Linked DNA regions of Mus musculus: regions 2, 3, 4, 5 and 6 are each linked to region 1. Evidence: chromatin contacts called from public ChIA-PET, Hi-C and promoter capture Hi-C data. All regions are on one chromosome and are shown on one strand. The core of a region is the stretch at or near the end of the contact, and the rest is flanking DNA. Distances in the headings are between cores, read along the strand shown. Region 1 holds the start of Slc9a1 (solute carrier family 9 (sodium/hydrogen exchanger), member 1). Region 2 holds the start of Med18 (mediator complex subunit 18). Region 3 holds the start of Sesn2 (sestrin 2). Region 4 holds the start of Eya3 (EYA transcriptional coactivator and phosphatase 3). Region 5 holds the start of Cd52 (CD52 antigen). Region 6 holds the start of Rpa2 (replication protein A2).

The links. Promoter capture Hi-C pulls out the DNA fragments that hold promoters and counts their contacts. Hi-C and Micro-C count contacts between places; a contact is called where the count stands out from the background. ChIA-PET counts read pairs in DNA pulled down with a chosen protein or histone mark. Capture Hi-C pulls out chosen DNA fragments and counts their contacts.
Region 2: a contact with region 1 is called in a Hi-C map of B cells, with 9 read pairs. The contact joins the promoter of Med18 here to the promoter of Slc9a1 in region 1. A contact is called at or near these places in 1 of 484 Hi-C or Micro-C datasets (B cells), 1 of 115 datasets of contacts at active chromatin or transcription factors (embryonic stem cells) and 1 of 9 other capture datasets (pancreatic islet).
Region 3: a contact with region 1 is called in a promoter capture Hi-C map of liver, with 2.5 times the contacts expected there. The contact joins the promoter of Sesn2 here to the promoter of Slc9a1 in region 1. A contact is called at or near these places in 2 of 9 other capture datasets (adipose tissue and liver).
Region 4: a contact with region 1 is called in a promoter capture Hi-C map of adipose tissue. The contact joins the promoter of Eya3 here to the promoter of Slc9a1 in region 1. A contact is called at or near these places in 3 of 39 promoter capture datasets (cranial neural crest, liver and pre-B cells), 1 of 115 datasets of contacts at active chromatin or transcription factors (pancreatic cancer cells) and 2 of 9 other capture datasets (adipose tissue and liver).
Region 5: a contact with region 1 is called in an RNA polymerase II ChIA-PET map of memory CD8 T cells, with 10 read pairs. The contact joins the promoter of Cd52 here to the promoter of Slc9a1 in region 1. A contact is called at or near these places in 1 of 39 promoter capture datasets (cranial neural crest) and 1 of 115 datasets of contacts at active chromatin or transcription factors (memory CD8 T cells).
Region 6: a contact with region 1 is called in a promoter capture Hi-C map of liver, with 2.8 times the contacts expected there. The contact joins the promoter of Rpa2 here to the promoter of Slc9a1 in region 1. A contact is called at or near these places in 2 of 39 promoter capture datasets (both in liver) and 1 of 9 other capture datasets (adipose tissue).

What each region holds. Positions count from the first base shown.
Region 1 is chr4:133,367,888-133,371,237 of GRCm38.p6, forward strand. Slc9a1 (solute carrier family 9 (sodium/hydrogen exchanger), member 1) reads left to right here and starts at 1,848. Exons shown (of 12, transcript NM_016981.3): 1 at 1,848-3,020. The coding sequence starts at 2,657. It overlaps Mir5122 (microRNA 5122), which reads left to right and starts at 1,889; the gene lies at 1,889-1,977.
Region 2 is chr4:132,462,195-132,465,544 of GRCm38.p6, forward strand. It overlaps Med18 (mediator complex subunit 18), which reads right to left and starts at 1,727. Exons shown (of 3, transcript NM_026039.3): 1 at 1,580-1,727; 2 at 671-814. The coding sequence starts at 743.
Region 3 is chr4:132,508,675-132,512,024 of GRCm38.p6, forward strand. It overlaps Sesn2 (sestrin 2), which reads right to left and starts at 1,782. Exons shown (of 10, transcript NM_144907.1): 1 at 1,390-1,782. The coding sequence starts at 1,479.
Region 4 is chr4:132,637,176-132,640,525 of GRCm38.p6, forward strand. Eya3 (EYA transcriptional coactivator and phosphatase 3) reads left to right here and starts at 1,871. Exons shown (of 17, transcript NM_210071.2): 1 at 1,871-1,980.
Region 5 is chr4:134,093,197-134,096,546 of GRCm38.p6, forward strand. Cd52 (CD52 antigen) reads right to left here and starts at 1,877. Exons shown (of 2, transcript NM_013706.2): 1 at 1,738-1,877; 2 at 342-704. The coding sequence starts at 1,788. The coding sequence ends at 531.
Region 6 is chr4:132,766,596-132,769,945 of GRCm38.p6, forward strand. It overlaps Rpa2 (replication protein A2), which reads left to right and starts at 1,765. Exons shown (of 9, transcript NM_011284.3): 1 at 1,765-1,871; 2 at 2,085-2,191. The coding sequence starts at 1,862.

The sequences.
Region 1 (3,350 bases), core at 598-3,097:
TTTTTTTTTTTTTCCGGTCACCTCCCAGTGTCTGAATCTATTCCTGGAAAAACGTGGCAAGGTTCAGAAAAGTCAGAAATGTTTTACACTTGGTTGTCATATCACACTCTTGTTACTTGAAAACACCTTTTTCCAGATGGAAAGTACACAAACTCTGAAGGCATGGTGAACTCCCACAACATAACTGCCTCTGAGTAACTGGGTATGGACCACCCAGTGAAGGAACAGGACACTCCCAGAGCTGGGAAGCTCACCTTGAGCTCTGGAGCTGACCCTAATCACCATTCACAGTCCCACTCCACGCCTCATGCCTATGTCCCTAGCTCAGCAGAAATCCTTGTCAAGAAAGTTCTGAAGAGATTTGTCAAACGAAAACAAACCCCTCTAACAGCCCCTTGAACAAATCACCTTGGATTTCTCGGCTTTAATTAACCTTTCCATGAAACAGGATGGCATTTGAAATGATTTAAAAACTTCTCAGTCTGGGCTCAGCGGTGGTGTGCTTACCTAGCACGCACAGGGTTCTGTGTTCAGATCCTACTTCTGAGGGGGGGGGGAAGAGTTCTCATGATTGCACCATGTAGACACAATGTCTCGACCTTTCTGAACTCTAATCAATATCATTCATTCAAATTCCAGTTCCGGCTGTGTGTGGTGGTGCATACCAGTAATCCCACTTGAGAGGGAGAGGCAGGAGGATTGCCAAAAATTAGAAGCCAGCTGGGCTACATTGTAAGAATGTAGCCTTTCGCACAAAACAGAACATGCCCCTTCTGGAAGCTGTTTTCTGTCTGCAGATAATAAAAATCCTTCTTTTCTCTTTAAACCAGACAGACAGACAGACAGATAGACAGACAGACAAAAACAATACCCAGCCTCTTACTTTTTGGTTGTTTCACTACTGTTATGAGTTGAAACACGCCCTTTCAAAAGAAGCTGAAGTCCTACCCCTGCCCACCCCTCAGTGCCCGAGAATGTGGCTTTATTTAGATGAGGGGTTTTGTTGTTGTTGTTGTTGTTTTAAATCTCTTTGAGACAGGGTCTCCCTACTGACCTCAGCCTGGTCTAGAACTCACTTTGTTACACAAGCTGACGTTGAGTTAAAAATTCCTCTTTCTTTAGTTTCCCAAATGCTGGAATTACAGTTTCCCACCGTTCGTGGCTCAGATTGGGTTTTTGAAGTTGATCAAGGTAAGGTACGCCATTAGGGCCAATTCCTAATTCAATTTGCTTGGAGTCCTTTTAAAGGGGGAAATTTGGACCTAAAGACGGATACAGGGAGGCTGGGGTTATGCCGCCACAGTCAAGGGAAGCCAATACATTGCCATCAAAGCACCTGTGGCTGGGATGCAGGAACGGATTTCAGCTCACACGGTCCTCAGCACAGGTCAATGCTTGGGAACATACAGAGTGCAGATTTCTAGCCCATTTCATTCATTCATTTAACTTTATTTTGTGACACTGGGCATAGGAACCAATGGTAGACAAGCACTCTACCTCTGAACCACGATCCCATCCCTTTCATTCTAAACATTTCTCATAGATCACCTCATTTAACCATCTTGTTATCCTTTTGTTATAGCTATCCATCTCCACCTTACAGTTGAGAAAGCTGTGAAACAGAGAGGCTAAATAACTTGTTCAAAGTCACATGCTAACAAGAAAACACTTTGTAGATAGTACAGTATGTCACTCGTGTTAGATTGTACTTTTTTTTTTTTTTTTTTTTTTCCAATTTAGGTCTCGGCTTCCTCTTCTTACGTGACACTTCCTTCCCTGGGCGACAGGGGCCGCTGCACCGCGCGGGCGCTGACAGGTCTCTCTAGCTTGCTGCGCCTGCTACTCGTTGGTGCCTATAAATGGCTGCGCTGTGCTCAGCGAGGCATCAGTCCGCTACCGCGGGACCCGGGGCTGTGTCAGGTCTGGAAGTGGAGCTGGAGCTGACCGAAGGAGCTGCCGCTGGGCCGGGGTGGAACACAGCTCTGCACCGGGGTCTTAAGGAGGGGTGTGTTGCTGCTGGCTCACTGCGAGCCGCCTCCAGCCTGCGCCGAGGCACCTTCCCGCCAGGCCGTCTGCCTCTGTCTTCCGCCTCCCTCCATTTCCCCGGAATCTCAGCCCGGCGCGGCTGGACCCTGGCTCTCCTGTGGGTGGGAAAGCCCCAGCCTTTTTCCTGCTATACTCCTTTATCCCAGGCTGGCCTTCCAGCCTTCTCTCGCCTTTCCCTGCGGAGTGGGTCTCACCCTTTTCCGTCTTTAGCCCAGGCTCCTTACCCCTCCCCTTTAGCCGAGTTCCAGCACCCTGGTGATTTTCCTTAGCCAAAGGTCCTATCCTTCTTCCTCCTTTCCCTTGCCCGTGGTCCAGCCTATCCGGCCCTTCCCCTCTCTTCAGGACGCAGTTTCCCCGATTTCCTTCTCTCAGCCTGAAGTTCTAGATCCTTTCGGTTTCCTCCTTAGTCCCTCCAAGGTACTTAACCCCTTTTTGCAGTTTGGACTTTGAGATTGTGAATCTCTAGAAAACGAAAATACTTCTCTAAAACATGAACTTTTCCTAGAGATTGCCCCAGTCTCACCCCATCTGCAGGACTCCTTGCTACCTATGTCCCAGGTCTTACACGCACTTCGCTAAGGGCTGAGGCCTCCTAGGCTGGGGGATCAGTATGATGCTTCGGTGGTCCGGCGTCTGGGGATTTCATCCACCTCGGATCTTCCCCTCCTTGCTGGTGGTGGTTGCCTTGGTGGGACTGCTACCTGTTCTCAGGAGCCACGGCCTCCAGCACAGCCCTACTGCCAGCACCATCAGAGGTTCTGAACCACCCCGGGAACGCTCAATTGGGGATGTCACCACGGCACCATCAGAGCCTCTCCATCGCCCAGATGACCACAATTTGACCAACTTAATCATTGAACATGGCGGTAAGCCATCTCGGAAGGCCTTCCCAGTCCTGGACATTGACTACCCTCACGTGCGCACACCCTTTGAGATCTCCCTCTGGATTCTCCTGGCCTGCCTCATGAAGATAGGTAAGTGCATGATGGTGCTGTTGCTGCCACCACCAGATAGGTGAGCTTCTTGCCCCACTTGTTACCAGGTTCTGCTTCTCAGGCTCTGAATGAACCACTTCTGCAACGCGGGCGGGCAGCCTCTCCCTCCTTTTTGTTGGTCCTTAAACTCCAGCTCTGGCCTGTGAGCTGGCATTATGTAGCAGGAGGGAGGGTCAGGAGCGTGCACGAGATGGGATGCTTCTGATATTGGTTTCAGAAAAGCTGCCAAGGCTTGGCTGGTCTCCTACAGCTGGGATGGGACCTAGAGAGGAGGCAGGTGCTTAGCTATGTGTAAGACAGGAATATCCT
Region 2 (3,350 bases), core at 477-2,976, 910 kb before region 1:
TTTTAAATTTTATGTGTAAGAAGGAGTGTTTTGCCTGCAAGCTCATCTGTGAACTACCTGTATGCCTGAATCCATGGAGACCAGACTAGGGCATCAAATTCTCTGCAACTGGAGTTACACACAGTTGTGAGCTGCCATGTAGGTGCTGGGAATTGAACCAAGAAGCAGCCAGTGCTTTTAACGGCTGGGCCTTCTCCTCGGGCCTGAGTTTTAATTTTTCAAGATGAAAAAAAAAAAAAAATGAAAGTCATGCAGTGGTGGCTTGTGCCTTTAATCCCAAGCACTTGGGAGACAGAGCAGATGGACCTCTGAATTCTGAGTTCGAGGCCAGCCTGGTCTATAGACAGCGAGAACTATACGGAGACAAACAAAAATAGAGGAAAGAAAGAAAGAAAGAAAGAAAGAGCAAGGGAGGGAGGGAGAGAGAGAGGGAGAGAGGGAGAGAGAGAGAGAGAACAGACAATAGGACAATAGTGGTAAATATCTATAATCCCAGGCCCCTGCAGCCAGAAGGGTCTACAGAGTGAGTTTCTGGCCATTGAGCCATCTTCCCACCCACCCTCTTTTAAACACAGTTACAGGAACCCTACAGTTGCCTATAAGTCATCTCAACTTGCTCTAGCCAGAAAAAACTGAAAACTTGGTAACACAAGCTCCTTGGCTGACTTACCCTGCAGGAGGTACTCCATCATGTTAATGGTGCCCCCAGTGACGGGCATCATGGTGACTGGAGGCGCCTCCATGATGCCTCTAATTAGGTTCAAGACAACAGAACTGCAAACAGATCTTCCAACCGGAGAAGCACAGGATCCACCTGGAAAAGTCACACTTGTCCATACCCTGTTTGCTGCGGCAGTGGCCTTGAAACCAAAGCTCATTCAGTCTTAACTTTGCACATCTGCTTATACAGCCGGTTCCAAGAACGGGTGACTCGGGAATAAGAGGGGTTCTAGCTCCGGAGATACGGAATAGCCATCTAGTATCAAGTTCTGAACCTTATAAACGTTTTTCTATGTAATCTCGAGGCAGCTATGTAACCTCTTGTTCCGAAACCTACTGTCTCGTTTAAAATAAGACCAAGGGTGTTTAACCCCACAGCCCTCGTCTCCCCCACCCACTACCTGGCTCGAAAGAAACCGACATTCATATTCAAAAATGGTAACTACACTGGGCTACACTGAGAGGCCTCGTTTCCAAACATAAAGAAATAAAAACCGGCTGTGTTGGGGGGAACATCTGTAATCTCAATACTTGGGGACAGAGTTAGAAGGACGGCTGCAGCTTCGGGCTAGACTGGTCTATATAGCAAATCCCGGCCAATTAGGGCATCACAGTGAGACTGTCTCAAAGAAAAAACAAAAGAAAAGATCCGAGGGAGACCTAAGGACCTTGTCCACCCTTCACTCTATGCGGAGGCCATGCAGACTCAGGGAAAGGCCCCAGGGCACACGAGCGATGTAACTAGAACTGGTTCTGCCTTTATGAGAACGCCTCTGCAAATGAGCCAGGCGGGAAATATGAAGTTAGAGTGACTGTCCCGGTCCTCCCACGCGGGCAGCCGGGACACGTGTGCACTTACACTAGCAACACGTCTCCGTCCGCGCTACAGATCCTTGTAAAGCTGGAATTAAATCCACGCGTGCACACCCGCAATCCGCACCCCCAAATGCCGCCAGCGCAGAGCCAGAGAAACCGCCAAACTCTCCCTTCAGCACTTCCGGTAGGAAGCTGAGGGACAGGAAACTTCTCCGCTACCGCCCCGAAAAGTAAGGGTGCCGAGAGGGCAAGGAACGCGCCCGCCTTCTGGCACCGGTGTGCAAGAGCGCACGCGCAAGGTTCGGGGCTGCTGTTGCTTTGGGGTCCTAGTCTAGAGTGGTACCGTGGAAGGTGACTGTCATAGGACAGCTCTAGGATACGTTTTTTTTTTTTTTTTTTTTTTTTTCAGCTTCGACGACCTGGATGTTTTGATCAGATCTCATAAAGCCGATTGGATACCATATTTAAATTTTGAACTCAGCCACTGGGGGGAGCGAGGAAGGAGAGTCACATTGAAAAAGAAGGGAGGCGGAGGTGGCGGGGCTGGCAGTGAAAGAGATGTAAAATGAATAAGTTAAAAATTAAATTAAAGAAAAAGAAAAGGAAGGGGTATGTTGTAAATCGGAAACGCTAACCACAGCGTTGTGTATTTATATATAGACCTCAGCAGGAACAATATTTTGTGTGCTTTCAAGGGTCTGGAGAAACAGCTCAGTGCTAGAGCCTTGTCTGACATGTGCAAGGCCATAAGTTTAATACAAAACAACAGCAAACTTGTTCAATTTACAGTGCATACCATAACTTTAAATACATGGGACCAGGCACAGTTCAAATCTGAGAACCTTGGGAAGCTGTGGTAAGGATCTCTCCAGCAGAGCCATTCAACGCTTAAACAATATTGTGAGGTTTTTAATAAATAAATAAATAAATAAATAAATAAATAAGTTAATTAATAAGGGCTAGAGAGATGGCTGAGCAGTTAATAGCCCCTGCTGCTCTCTCAGAGGTCCCAAACTCCCACATAGTGGCTAACAACCATTTATAATTTCCTTTCCAGGGGCTCTATTACCTTGTCTGACTACATCAGTCACTGCATCCGTGTGGTAGACATGCATACACACTTGCAAAAACACTCATAACACAAAATATAAATAAATAACTAGGGGCTGGGAAGATGGCTAAGCAGTTTAGAGCACTTGCTGTTATTCAGAGGACCTGGGTTCAGCCCTAACACCCATATCATGTGACTCACAACCACCTGCCACTCTAGTTCCAAGGGATCTGACACCCTCATCTGGCATCCATGCTAAAGGACATACATGGTACACATATATCTAGGCACACATATACATTAGATAGATAGATAGATAGATAGATAGATAGATAGATAGATAAGGATTTTAAATTCAACAAGTACTTATTGAACTCTGTACATATGCCAAACACATAAGGGACATAGAGTGAGGCACCCTTAATCTTTCAGGACCCCTCCCTCCTTAACATTTCCCCAAAGGTCACTACCTCAGGCAAGGGTACCTGGTTCCCAGTCAGTCTGGGCAGCTTGTATCAGCTCAGGGCTCCACCTTGCTGTCACATGAAATCAGCTTGCTTCTCTGCCACTTTGTTCTTCTTTCTGCCACCTCCTCCCATGGCTTGACAGTTTAATCTCTAATACATCTTTCTTTGTAATCATGGAATGGTCTAGTTCAGTATATATCAACATAATCACTTATGACATTCAGACAACAACAAGAAGTTGAGTATTTAAGATTAAGAAAAATGCAGGGCTATACAGCTCAGTGGTACAGGGTGTC
Region 3 (3,350 bases), core at 532-3,031, 860 kb before region 1:
CAACAACCTTTTAGAGATACTATCAAAATACCCGGTAAGAGACTGCAATCAAAAGCGATCGCTCAGCTGAGATAACCCATCCAGGGAGAAAGTGAAGGGTGGGACTGGAATCCAGCCCTCACCTCCCTCAGTGCTCTGGGGCGCTCACTAACAAAAACAACATTGTTCACAAGGCAGACAAAAGTTATCAGCAAAGAGGCTGAGGCGAGGTGTCCTTTCTGCATACAGATTCCTAAACCATATGAAGAAGCAACAGACTGATGGCTGCCTCCAACGACCCCCCCCCCCCAAGACATTTCCTCAGACATGGGCTGGTTTTAAGATCATACACCTTGGGACTACCACTGTACCTATTTCCAGCCCCGGCAATAGACCTTCCACACTGCTCTAGGCTTAGAAAATCAAAAAGGATCAGTATCTTCTGCAGTGCCAAGCATTCTCCAAAATCCTAGTCACACACAGTCCAGAGAATGAGGGCTAGGCCTCTCTCTGTCCCTTTCGGGCCTCAATTTTCTCATTCTGTAAAATGGGGTTAAAATACGTTTTGTATTTGCTGTCTTTGTCAGACAAAACCTATATCCTGGCATCTAGTAGGTGCTCCATACACGACATAGACTATGTCCACTATCGAGACTGCTGGGAGGGAGACGGGGGCTTTATACTGGCATTATACCTTGTCTCCCTGTGAAGTCTCTCTACGCTCTGAGGAGACAGCAAAACAAACTTTGAGGACCCCAGAACAATTTAATAGGAAGCAATCTATCAAGGGACCAAGGGTTATCCGCTTTCTCCCCTAGCTCTCTCAGGCTGCCGCCGCCGAGGATCAGGCCGCCAGCCAGACCCATAAAGCACTCGGACCAGTCTCCAGATCGGGGGTGCAGGTAAGGACTGAAAAAGGGAATCGACCTTCCCTGGTCAGTCCCAGGTGGTTTACTCCCTTCGCTGAGCGACAGGACCAGAAACCGATCCTAGAAAGAGCTCCCAGCCCGCCTGCCCCCACCGAGAGGAAGGGATTCTGCGGAAGGGGGCGGGGAGGAGGAGTGGTCGGGTCTCTCCGGCCGGGATTTGCCTGGACTTGAAGACGCTCGCTTTAGCAGAGAACAAACCCAAAGAGCCACGAGAAGGCGTCCCCTCTCATTGGCCAGGAGTCCGAAGGAGCCAGGGAGGGCTCCGCATCCCCCTCCCTCCCAGGGTGGTAGTGGGGAGGGTAAAGAGAGAGAGGGCAGTGGGGAGGGGAAGGGAGAGCGGAGGCTGCAGTTGATGCAACCCTAGCCCTAGCTTACGTGCTCTCAGACCCTAAGCCCGGGGGGAGCGCACCAGACTTAGACCGGGTCTGCCCGAAGCTCGGCGGTGGCTGGAGGAGAGCGGGTTCGCCCGGCTGTTGCTTACCTCTCGGGTCTCGGGGCCGGCCACACCACCCCTGGTGAACGGCAGGTAGCCCTTGATCTCGGAATGGCACTCGGAGTCCGCTACGATCATGGTGTACGCCAGGACCCGGCCGCGGCTCGTCCGCGCCTGGGACACCCGAGGGGTCTAGGTCGGGCGCGCACAGGAGGCCGGGACTAGGGGTCGCCGGGGAAGCTCGAGATCCCCGGGCTGTCTCTCGGGATTAGGAGAACCGGCGCTACGGCGATAGACACTCCTTTCAGCCCAGCTTGGAAAACTGCGGCCGGCCTCGGAGGCCTGAGATTGGCCGCGGCGCAGAGGTTTTCACGGCCCGGAGTGCCTCGGAAGTCCGCAGTGGCCAGCGCTGCTCGGGAAGCCGGCGCTCCTCACCATCCCCACCACGGAACTGCCAGCGCTCGCCCGGCTCTGTCAGCCCGCTGCGGTCCCTGGGGGAGGGCGGGGACACAAAAGTCCCACGGCGCAGCCAATCAGATGCCTGTTTCTCGGGGAGGCGGAGCCGACACCTCCCTCCGGAGCCAACCTTCCGTCCAATCAGCATCGACAAGCGCCTGGGAACTCTGGGAGCTGTAGTTGGCCTCGCACAGATGCTGCAAACTTTTGCATGAAGGCGTTAGTCAGGTCTCTGGCAATACCAGATGAGAGTGACAGCCCAAGGAGTCATTAGGGCTGCGTGATGAAACGGGACTTCACGGGGCTGGGCCAGACAGCCAGGTGTGAAATCCCTTCTGAGTAAGTTCTTCAGCTTTCCAGTTCCTGGAGGGACTGGTTAGGTCTGCAGAGAGTTCTAACCACACACATCCAGTTCTTCTAATTATAGATCAAAACCCACAAATTTGAAGCCAAGAGCCACCACCCTGTCCCCTCAGGCCCTGAGGGATCTGCACCTTCAGAAACACTAAACCAAGGAAATCACCTTATTTGTGGAGTCTCTGGAAAAGCCCTCACTGAAATACCCTTGACAATCTCAAATTTAATCTCAATCCTCATTGCTACAATTTCCCCTCTTCTGTCCTGCCTTGGGTGCCTTCACACCGCCTTCCACCCTCCAGGCACTCATGGAAACTTTGTAACTTAGGTGTTTGGCTTGATCTATTTCTCACTTCTCCCTCTGGCCACTCCTCTCTGACTCCTCTTTTTCCATCCACTCCCTAAACGTGGGTGCTCTCCTAGTTTCTGTTTTTAGCCCTCTTTTTCTCTAGACATTCACTCTCATGACTTCCCTACACTCACCTCTTCCATCCAGATCTCAGCACTTTACCCTTGATTCACCCATTCACTTCTACTCATCTCCTTCGCGGTTTTTCTTCAGGCCTCTCCCGTTTCAAGTTTCTCTTTATTCTGGTTAAGGAGTCCTAGACAGAGCTGGAGCTGATTAATCCTCTCAGTTCCTGCCTGAAATAGTCTTGAGTTTAGGCTTATGATACCAAAGGTGATCTCCTGACTTGGTCTAATGCCTTCTGTAGGGAAGGGAGTTCACCTGCATGCTCCTTAGAGCCCTAAACTCGGGCTGGACCTTTCTCTCTGTGTTTTAATACTTTCCATACTGTAACTTGTGTTGTCATATTCTGTGTATTTGTCTTATCTGAAAGTTTTTATTATAAACTTGTTGAGGGCAGTGTCTACATTTAGACTTTTTTTTTTTCTTTCTACCTTATGCCACCTGGCACAACGTGCTTCTAATAATATACCCTTGGCCACTGAATATCCCTTTGGGTTAATTCTTTTCTAAACAACTCTATATCAGATTCAGCTTTCTCCTTAAAAACATAGACTCAGCCGGGCATGGTGGCACACGCCTTTAGTCCCAGCACTTGGGAGGCAGAGGCAGGTGGATTTCTGAGTTCAAGGCCAACCTGGTCTACAGAGTGAGTTCCAGGACAGCCAGGGCTACACAGAAGCCTGTCTCAAAAAACCAAAAACAAATAAACAAACAAATGCATATA
Region 4 (3,350 bases), core at 621-3,120, 730 kb before region 1:
CAATCAACCACTCCTCCAAACCCAAATCCAAGCCCTTGCAGAACTTATATTCTGGTGGGGAGACCGTACGCCAACCCCCCAAGAAACTGATTGGACAAACGTCATGAGAACAATTATCAGGGGGTAGGAAAGTACAAGGGAGACAATCGCTCCTGTTCTAGCACAGCATCAGAGGCGTCAGAGGCGGTCTCAGTGAGAAGGCTCATTCGAAGATGTAAAGGGGGTGACAAGGTGAAAGAAAGAGCTGTCTCAGGGAAAAGTACTCTAGGTAGAGGGAGTAGAAAGCAGACAGCACCAGAGCCTGCCTGCAGGCTGGGAGAACAGCAGAGGCCAGTCTGTTGTAAGTGGAAGGAAGGTAGGACAAAGTAGGTTAGAGTTCTACTCGAAGAGTAAAGTCTTCTGAGTCCTGTAGGTGATGTAAGGATTTTAGTGTTCACACTGAGACAGAGCCATTGGAAGAAGCACACGATCTGATTAAGGCTTTCACGGGAGGCTCTCTTCTGTATTGAGTATAGGGTAGCAAACATGAATGGGACCCTCAGAATTACATACTGACTGTGGTTCATACCAACACAGGTGGAAAATGGTCCGATTCTGCAAAGACTTTGAAGACAGCATCTACTGATTGTGCTAAGTAGGTGTGATGTGTGAGAAAGAGCAGTTAAGATGCTCGCTCCCCAAAAAGTAGTTGCTTAGAAAATTGTTGAAATAGAAGCAGTTAATAAAAATCTTTTATTTTTATTTGTATTGAAAAGCTAGGTTTTTGTTTTTTAAACTTTGTGGGTTAATCTAATATTTGTAATTCTGGGTCTTTTTTTCTTTTTTTTAAAGATTTATTTATTTATTATATGTAAGTACACTGTAGCTGTCTTCAGACACTCCAGAAGAGGGAGTCAGATCTCATTACGGGTGGTTGTGAGCCACCATGTGGTTGCTGGGATTTGAACTTTGGACCTTCGGAAAAGCGGTCCGGTGCTCTTACCCACTGAGCCATCTCACCAGCCTGGGTCTTTTTTTCTTGAGGGTCTTTCCCTTCAAACATGAATGGAATTGAATACACTGACAACTATACAAAGCCTGTCTTCAACTCCATTCCTCGTCCACACTTGAGTTGTATTTTAGAATTAATGAAGCATTAAAAAATGTTTCTGAGCTAAGAAGGTGGATCTCTTGATTTCGAGCCCAGTCTGATCTTTAGAGGGAATTCTAGGCCAAGGTCCATAGAGAAAAACTTTTCTTGGAAAAACAACAACAAAAAACCACCCCCACACACACCAAAACAAAAACAAAAACAAAAACAACAAAATGTTCCTGAAAACAATTTGCACAAAATGAAGGCAGCTGCAAGTGTAATATAATACTAGGTATAAACTAAATTTTCGGATAGAAATGTTCACTTTGAGTTAGCCTTTCAAGTGTCTTCAAAAGTTCCCATCCATTTTTCCTCTCCTAGTCTTTCTAACTCGACCAATTGCAGTCAACATTTTTCAACTTCGTCGTCCCTTTACGGTAGGAATCACACACATTTTTTTTTTTTAGAACTTACTTTCAAAGATGAGAGCGGTGGCTGGGCATGGAGGCACAAGCCCTAGGCTGAAGGAGGAGGGTCCCCAGTTCGAGATCAGCCTGATCTGACTTTGTTTTGGGGAGGGCGGGAGTACTTTTCACGAAGGCGGCGGCAATTTAGCAGCACCAGCATCCTCGGAAAGTCATCTCGTGCGTAAGATCCAGGGAGTCAATCACGCAACTGGGTCTGCGAGGTGGGCGGGACCTAAGCCTTGCCCCGCCCCGAGACGATTGACTGGTCCTCTGGGTTCTGTCGGAACGGGGTGTGGATTGTTAGGCGGTCCCGCATCTACTTCCGGTGGCTAGGGATGCGCATCCGGGTCACGCTAACGCCGCGGTTTCCGCCACTCTGTTGGTTCCAGAGTGGGTCCGTAATCGTCCCATGTCGTGCTGGGCAGTGTCTGCAGCCGTCTGGTGAGTCCCCGCCGCCGCCAGGGTGTGAGCGCGGTGGCTCGGGTGCAGCGTTCGGGGTCCCGGCTGAAGAGGTCCTCCTTGGTCGTGCTGGGTAGGGGGTCCCGTCACCGTCCCCCTCGTCCCTGCCTGCCGGTCTGCCCTCGAGCTTTTCCCGGGCGTCGCTCTGGCCTCGCCCCTTCTCGCCTAGGCGCCGGGTCTCTGCCTCCCCCTTCTCTCAGCACTTCTTCCCGATCCACTGTTTTTCCACCCGGAGCGTTGGGGTTCGGCTCTGTCCCCCAGCCCTCCTCGCCTGTGACCCTTCCCCCCTCCAGGGACTGGTAGATGACAAGAGTGTTGCGCCTGCCCTTTCAGAGCGAGAGGGCTTCCTCCGAGTCCAGATCCTGGCCGACTGCTCCAGCTTGGAGGCGCGAGGTTAGACTTGAGGTCGCTTCCCCAGTTAGAGAACAACAAAGGCGTCCCCAGGTCCTCGCACTGCCTCAGTTTGCTGGGCTCTCTGGGCAGCAGCGAACAGGTGGCGGACTCGCTGGCGGGCTTGTGAGATCTCCTGAATTGACAGGTCTTCGTCCTGTCTGTTTTGAGTCCTCTGTCCCACGAGAATGGATGTGCACAGCTGAGGCAAAAGTGCGGATGTTCTTCACTCTGCATGGATTTAAAGTTAGAGGACTCCGGGTTTCTAAACTTTTAAACGACTGTGATGTGGTGTGGTGTTGCTGTTTTCTGCCAAGATTCACCAATGTAATATCATTTTCCTTATAAGCCAGACATTGTTTCTTAGAACGTTCTTTTTAACTTCTTTTTCTCTAGTGTTGCTACCATGGTTTAGAAATCATGATCTTAGCATTTTAAAATTTAAGACATCTTATCTTACATTTTCTGGAGGTTTAAAATCATCTATAATGTGAAAAGGGTTAGACTTTATAATGGTTAATGTCCTGTTTCTCAAATTTTGTGATCTAAGGTATATCTAGAGGTACAAATTTGGATAATTCTTTTTTTTTCCTCCCTTCCGGTTTTTGGGGTGTTTGTAGCATATCATTGCAACCATCATTTTCTTTTCGTCATTTTGTGCGTGATCAGTCTAAAATTCAGTATTAATAATTAAATATGTACAGAACAAATAACCGCGTTTATTATTGGTTCCTCTTGGCACAGTTCTCCCTCATATACACATAAGAGAATAGAACATAGACTGCCATATTCCAAAATTGGGCCACTCCCTTCACCTATTTTTAGCAAAGGACTTTGGAGCTTGGCCATGTTAGTCCTAGATGCCACAGAGAAAGACCCTTCTGGTTGGCTTTCAGGATTAACCTGGCCAGGGAAGCCCCTATGAACATTTATCTGTCCTCCCCTGCACCTACACAAACTGG
Region 5 (3,350 bases), core at 627-3,126, 730 kb after region 1:
TGTGGGTAGCAAGCCTTGCCTCCTCATCCTCTTGCCCAGTGATAGAAGGCATGTGGTCAGAGACTTGGGAGCCATCCTTCCGCAAACCTTCCCAGACACGGGCTGCTTCTGGGTCTGTAGTACTCCCGTTGGGAGTTTTGAGAGAAACAGCCAAACAATATGTGATTTCCCAGAATCTATCAGTATGAAGACATCAAGGGCATGGGCTGGGCACCTGCCTGAACCTGGGGTGTGTGGGGCTTGAGAGTCAAGGGCAGTACTGGGTTCACTCCTAATACTGCCGCACACATGACTCCTGAGGCCAGTGATGTGCAGTGATCGATCACACGTGGGACCCCATCTAAGCATAAGTATAACTTTATTGTGCCCTAGCTGGGTGTCACGGCCCCGCTCCCATTCCGGCCATTGGCTGTCAACTTTAGCCTCCTTGGATATCTGCTATCAACCCTTCCCGTGGGTTGGGATGTCTCTCGCTACTGATGGTGGCAGCAGTGGGTGGAGCACGGGGCTTCAGAAGCTGCGCCTTCACCTCAGCTGAGGTAGAAGAGGCACATTAAGGTATTGGCAAAGAAGAGGAAACTGCAGGCACCCGCATCGATGATGGATGAGGCCCCACTCTTTAAGGGGGTTTTTTTGGTGGAGGTGCTGTTTTTGTTAGTACCAGAAGCGGCCGTAGTGGCTTGTCCCAAGGATCCTGTTTGTATCTGCAAGAGAAGCGCTGCTCAGTAGGATTTGAACCTTCTGTTGAGGGCTCCTGCCCCTTTGTTCCCTTTCTTCAACTCTAGGCTTCCATAAAACTGCCATCAGCCCTGTTGAGATGTTTGGCTTCCCACCTCATCACAGGCAAGGGAAAGGCAGCCCCCATGTTTGTCATTCTTCCACCTCGAAACTTCCCACCACTTTTCAGGCTGCCAGATCCTCCAGCAAAGAGGGAAACAGAAACCCAAATGTGGGCTTCCCCTCCCAGAGCCTCGGTTTCCTCATCTCCTGGTGATCAGAGTCCACCATGGTCCAGAGTATCACACGTGACGGGCCTGAGTAAGGCCCCTGGCAGAGGGTGGGGTGGGGATGGCAGGTGACAAGCTGTCCTTGATGCTTGATCGGGCAGTAACTGAAGTTGCCCTTGATGGTCATCAAACTAGTTTTGGTGGCCATCAAACTGCCTTGATGCATGGTCTAGATGTTCTTGATCAAGAACTTGATGGCTCCATTCCCTGTGCTAATCAGGCCTCTCTGCGTACATAGTGCCACAAAGGATGCCTCCCAGGGTGGCAGTTGATCTGCAGAGTATATGGGAGACTTCTGTCTCTGTATTCCTGCACACCCACAATTCACTATGGCAGGGGCAGGGGACCCTCGGTCACCTATGGCAGTCTATTAGACCTCTCTCCAGCCCTCTCAAAAGGGCCACTTCTGCGGCTCTCCTCATCAGGGCTTCCTCTCCTGATCCAGAATTACCCAGAACCCTCTGAGTAGCTTCACACATCAGACACCTTCTGAGATTTCCCTCTCTGAGGCCAGTCTGATAGCGCCTGTGAGGAGTAGAAACCCAGCCATATAGGCCCTCCTAGATCCCTGGTTTCCAGTTGGCGACCATCTATCTCTGTCCCTGTGGTAGAAGGCAAGGGTCCCCACCACCACCACCGAGAACCTGCATTCCTTCCCCAGAACCTGGACCAAACCATTAAGCTAAGACCTGGTGGTAGCTGCAGTGACTCTAGGAGGAGCTGTCCTTACCTGAATCACAACCAGAAGAATGATAGTGAGGAAGAGGAGGAAGCTCTTCATCCTGAAATCTTCCTGGGCTCTGTAGCAGCTTTGAGAGATGAGTTCAGGACAGTCTGCAGGCCACTTTGAACCTGGCTGCTTTTTCTGCAGAAGAGAAAGGGAGGAGGCGGGAGGAAGGAGGGCCTAGGGGCGGGGAAAGGAGCTTCCTTCTTTCAAACCTGGGGGTGGATGAAACTAGCCTTGAGGTTCCTGTAGATGAGTTGTCAGTTCTCAAAAGAAGCACAGGCAGGGCATACAGAGCAACATGGAGACACGGGGCAGGATGGATGGATGGTTTCCAGGCTTGGAGCCCTGTGTCCTGGGAAGGAATCTTGTTTTCATGATTTGACAACTCAGACCTCAGGCCTGAGGCTGAATTTACAAGTCTTTAACATCCCCCTCAAAAAAAAAAAAAAAAAAAAGTATGCTGCAGTGATAAGCCTTATTTTTTTATCTTTGTATTTTGAGACATGGTCTATGTCACTCTGGATGGGTTTACATTCAAGCTGCTCCTGCCTCAACCTCTGAATTCTGGAATTGCAGCCCTACATCACACTGCTGACTAATCACTTACTTTAAAAAGAGCCAACAAGGGGCAGGAGAGGTGGCTCAGAGATTAAGAGCCCTGGTTGCTCTTCCAGAGGACCCAGGTTCAATTCCCAGCACCCACATGGCAGCTCACAACTGTAACTCCAGTTCCAGGGAGTCCAACACTCTCACACAGACACCCATGCAGGCAAAATATCAATGCATATACAATTAAAAAAATCATTAAAATAAAAAGCATGCCAGCTCTTAGGAGACAGAAGCAGGTGGGTCTCTATGAGTCTGAGGCTAGCCTGGGCTACATAGTGAGTTCCAAGTTCCAAGATTGAACTACATAGTTAAGATTCTGGCTCAGGCTAGGTGTGGTGGCGCACGCCTTTAATCCCAGCAATTGTGAGGCAGAGGCAGGCAGATTTCTGAGTTCGAGGCCAACCTGGTCTACAGAGTCAGTTCCAGGACAGTCAGGGCTACACAGAGAACCCTGTCTCAAAAATAAATAAATAAATAAATAAATAAATAAATAAATAAATAAATAAATAAATAAATAAAAATATTCTGGCTCAAAACAAAAATAAGCCAAAACAACCAAAAAGCCCTGTATATTGATAATGCCTAACTCTAGCAACTGTTATATAAATGGCAATTGTGTTTTGTTTTAAAGATTGAGTCCCTGTAATCCCAGAACTCAGGGTAGAGCCCAGGAGACGATCAAGGGCAGTTATATCTAAATGGTGACTTTGAGGCCAGCCTGGGCTACCTGGGACTCTGTCTGAAAACACACAGGCAAGCAAATGATCAGACAAGAGAAGGGAGCTAAGAGAGTGGAGTGGATGTAGAAGTCGTGGGAAATGGTGGATGGATCCTACCATTGGTTCTATGGAGGCTCAGGACCATTGAGATCCAGGAACCGGTAGCAAGATTTGATTAGTTTTGGGTCTGGCCCCATTTCCTCTGCTCCTCTGCTCTTTATTTTAAGTGAATCATTTTTGGGAAAAAAAAAATCCTTAAAGAAGTGTGTGTGTGTGTGTGTGTGTGTG
Region 6 (3,350 bases), core at 515-3,014, 600 kb before region 1:
ATGTGCTCTACCCAATGACCATTAAACAACTGAGCACACAGGACTGCGGGGATGGCTCAGGGGTTAAGAGGGCATGTTGCTCTTGCTGATCACCTGAGTTAGCATTACAGAATGGACACGGACACGGCCAAGGGACAGCTGCCTATAACACATTTAGGGACCCCCCAAGACCTCCTCTGGCTTTGGAGGCACCTAAACTCATGTGCACGTACCCACATACTTTCTAGAAAACTAAACACATGCTCTAGTGCTCGATCAGCTTTTAGACGAAGGTGTATGACTCATATAATGACTGGTTGAAATCACGGGAGACTGAGAGGGAGACAAAACTGGGGGCAAGACAGCAGGACATCTTTGGATCTTTTTAACTGTGGCCATGTATGGCCATGAGGTTTCTTTTGTTTGTTTTCTTTTTTTTTTCTTCAAGACAGGGTTTCCCTGTGCAGCCTTGACTGTCCTAGAACTCACACTGTAGACCAAGCTGGCCTCAAATTCACAGAGATCCACCTGCCTCCACCTCCCAAGTGTTGGGGTTAAAGGCGTGTGCCAACCCCTCCCCCAGGTAGGGTTTCTTTCTTTGAAAACATGAACATGTTATCTATGCCCTGGATACAAGCCTGTGTGTGCGTATGAACATGTGTGCTGGAGTGTGTGCTTGTGTGTGTGTGTGTAGAGGACAACTTGTAGGAGTTGTGATGGAGCAGCCTGACTCCACCTTAAGTTCTGAAGCCATCTTATCATACTACCAAAATAAGTCCATTCCTCTTTTCTATAAAACTTAATTTGACCAGGTCTTGACCAACTTTCTGAATTTCGACAGGTTCCACACCCTATACCCTGATTTCAGTCTGATAGACGTTCTGCCAAATAATGCTGAAATGTTCGACCAAGTGCCTACATAACCCTTGAAAATGTCCATATTCTTGCAGTTTTGGGGGTTATATAAACCTCACCTCTTGTGTTCGATGCTGTTTTCTCATTTTGTATTTGTTTTGTTTTTTCGAGACAGGGTTTCTCTGTGTAGCCTTGGCTGTCCTGGAACTCACTCTGTAGACCAGGCTGGCCTCGAACTCAGAAATCCTCCTGCCTCTGCCTCCTAAATGCTGGGATTAAAGGTCTGTGCCACCACTGCCCGGCGATGCTGTTTTCTCAAAACCCCAGTTTAGCGAGATAGCCATCTCTGACAAAATTAAGCTTGCTTAATTTGACCAAAAATTGTTTAATCATTTCTACTCATCTTCAGTGGGATTAACAGTTGAGCCTCTCCTTCCACCATCACGCAGGTATTTATTTATGAATACAATATCACTATCTTCAGACACACCAGAAGAGGACAGCAGATCCCATTATAGATGGTTGTGATCCACCATGTGGTTGCTGGGAATTGAACTCGGGAGTTCTGGAAGAGCAGAAAACTAGCAGTTTGGCGGGAAAAGGGGGCTAGCGAGCGGCGGAAGTGATGTAGGGTTGCATGCGACGGAGATGGGGTGTGTGTGAAGAATGCTTGAGGATGGCCCCGGAAGTATCGTTTTGATTGGTTGTTTTCTTGAATACTGTCCTATCGGAAATTTGCCCTCAGTAAAGATGGCCGCGCATGCTTCCATTCCTTCTTGGGGCCGGGTGTTTTTCCTAAGCTTGGCCTTGATACCGAAAAAAAAAGGAGGGGACTCATGAGTTCTGATTGGCTGAAGGTAAATGTGTCCAGGGCGCTGATTGGCTGTCCCTTCGCGGGAAGGAGTTTGTGGCGCCAGTGCAAAGTAGCCAGAAGGCTGCCACGCCAGAGCGGCACAGAGTTCCCAAGTGTTCTTAGTTTTCGTGTCCGAGCGTCTTGGGCCGCTCTCTCCGGAGAACTGCGACCAGGATGTGGAATAGTAATGGCGGGCGTGGGGAGAGTCACGCGAGGGTGTTGGGAGTGGGCGAGTCTGGCGCAGGAAGGCCGGGACGGAGCGAGAGGCCCGAGGCGGGCTCGGCGGCGTTCGCGGGGTGGCAGGGGGATTGTCGCGGCTGGGGCGGTGGGGACAGCGGTCGCCAGGTATAGAGATGGGGAGCGCAGCGCAGACTCTGACGACGGTCGTTCCCCGCAGGCGGATTCGAAAGCTTCAGCAGCTCCACCTATGGCGGAGCAGGCGGCTACACGCAGTCCCCCGGTGGCTTCGGGTCGCCCACACCGTCGCAGGCGGAGAAGAAATCGGTACGTAGACTGACGGCTCCGTTCTCATTTGTGTCCTGGCCAGGAGGGAACGTGTTTTCGTGCGGGAGGGTGGCACACCCCAAGGTGTCAGAAGCTGTCCGTTACCTACCTTGTCTTTTGTATGGTCAAGTGGGGAACAGGGTTTTTATTATTTTATTGTTTGGCAAGCCTGCAGTGGTTCGCCCGGCCTCCATTTTCCTGGCCCTACCACTCGAAAGTATGCTTTAGTAGAGTTTAATATCGCTGTCCCCAGGGCACAAAAATCCCTGAAGAACAAGAGTCCACTGTGTTCAGAACAGGTTTGGGGTTGTTTCCTGTTGGTAACTGACAGGAAGGACACGCTAAGCCTTAATCTGCTGGGCTTTTTCTGCCTCGTACATATTCATTGTATGACCAAGTGTTTTGGAGGTGTTTGTAGCTCTGGCTGGCCTGGAACTCAGAGATCCACCTGCCTGTACACTGTAGTTGTCTTCAGACACACCAGAAGAGGGCATCAGATACCACTACAGATGGTTGTGAGCCACCGTATGGTTGCTGGGAATTGAACTCAGGACCTCTGGAAGAGCAGTCAGTGCTCTTAACCGCTGAGCCATCTCTCCAGCCCAAAAAGATCCTTTCTTAAAAAACAAACAAACTACATTGCTCGTAGGTGGCTTGAGAGGCAAGTGTCTTTGCTAGATGCTCCTCTGCCCACTCCATCTGACTCTCCTGTTAAGATGCCCAAAGATGAGCAGCTTGACGAAACTCACCAGGTTTTCTGCAGAGACTGCCATCTGGTTGCCAGAATATCTCCTAAAAGAAGCTATACTTCTAACTTCTTCCATTTTATCAAGAAACCTAGAGCATCTTCGTAGTCCTTTTTCTGCTTGTCATTTCTCAAGCCTTTTCACAAGGCCCTGTTGTCTCCGTGGTGTCCTGAACACTGCTCTTGCTATGTCTGGGATGTGCTCTTTCTACCCCTACCTCTCTGAGACAGTTGTTTTCTTGTTGTTGTTTTGTTTTGGGTGTCTGTGTGTGTGTGTGTGTGTGTGTGTGTGTGTGTGTGTGTATCCTTGGCTGTCCTGGAACTCACTCTATAGACCAGGCTGGCCTTGAACTCAAGAAGTCCACCTGCCTCTGCCTCCTGGGTGCTGAGATTAAAACCATTTGCCACCACTGC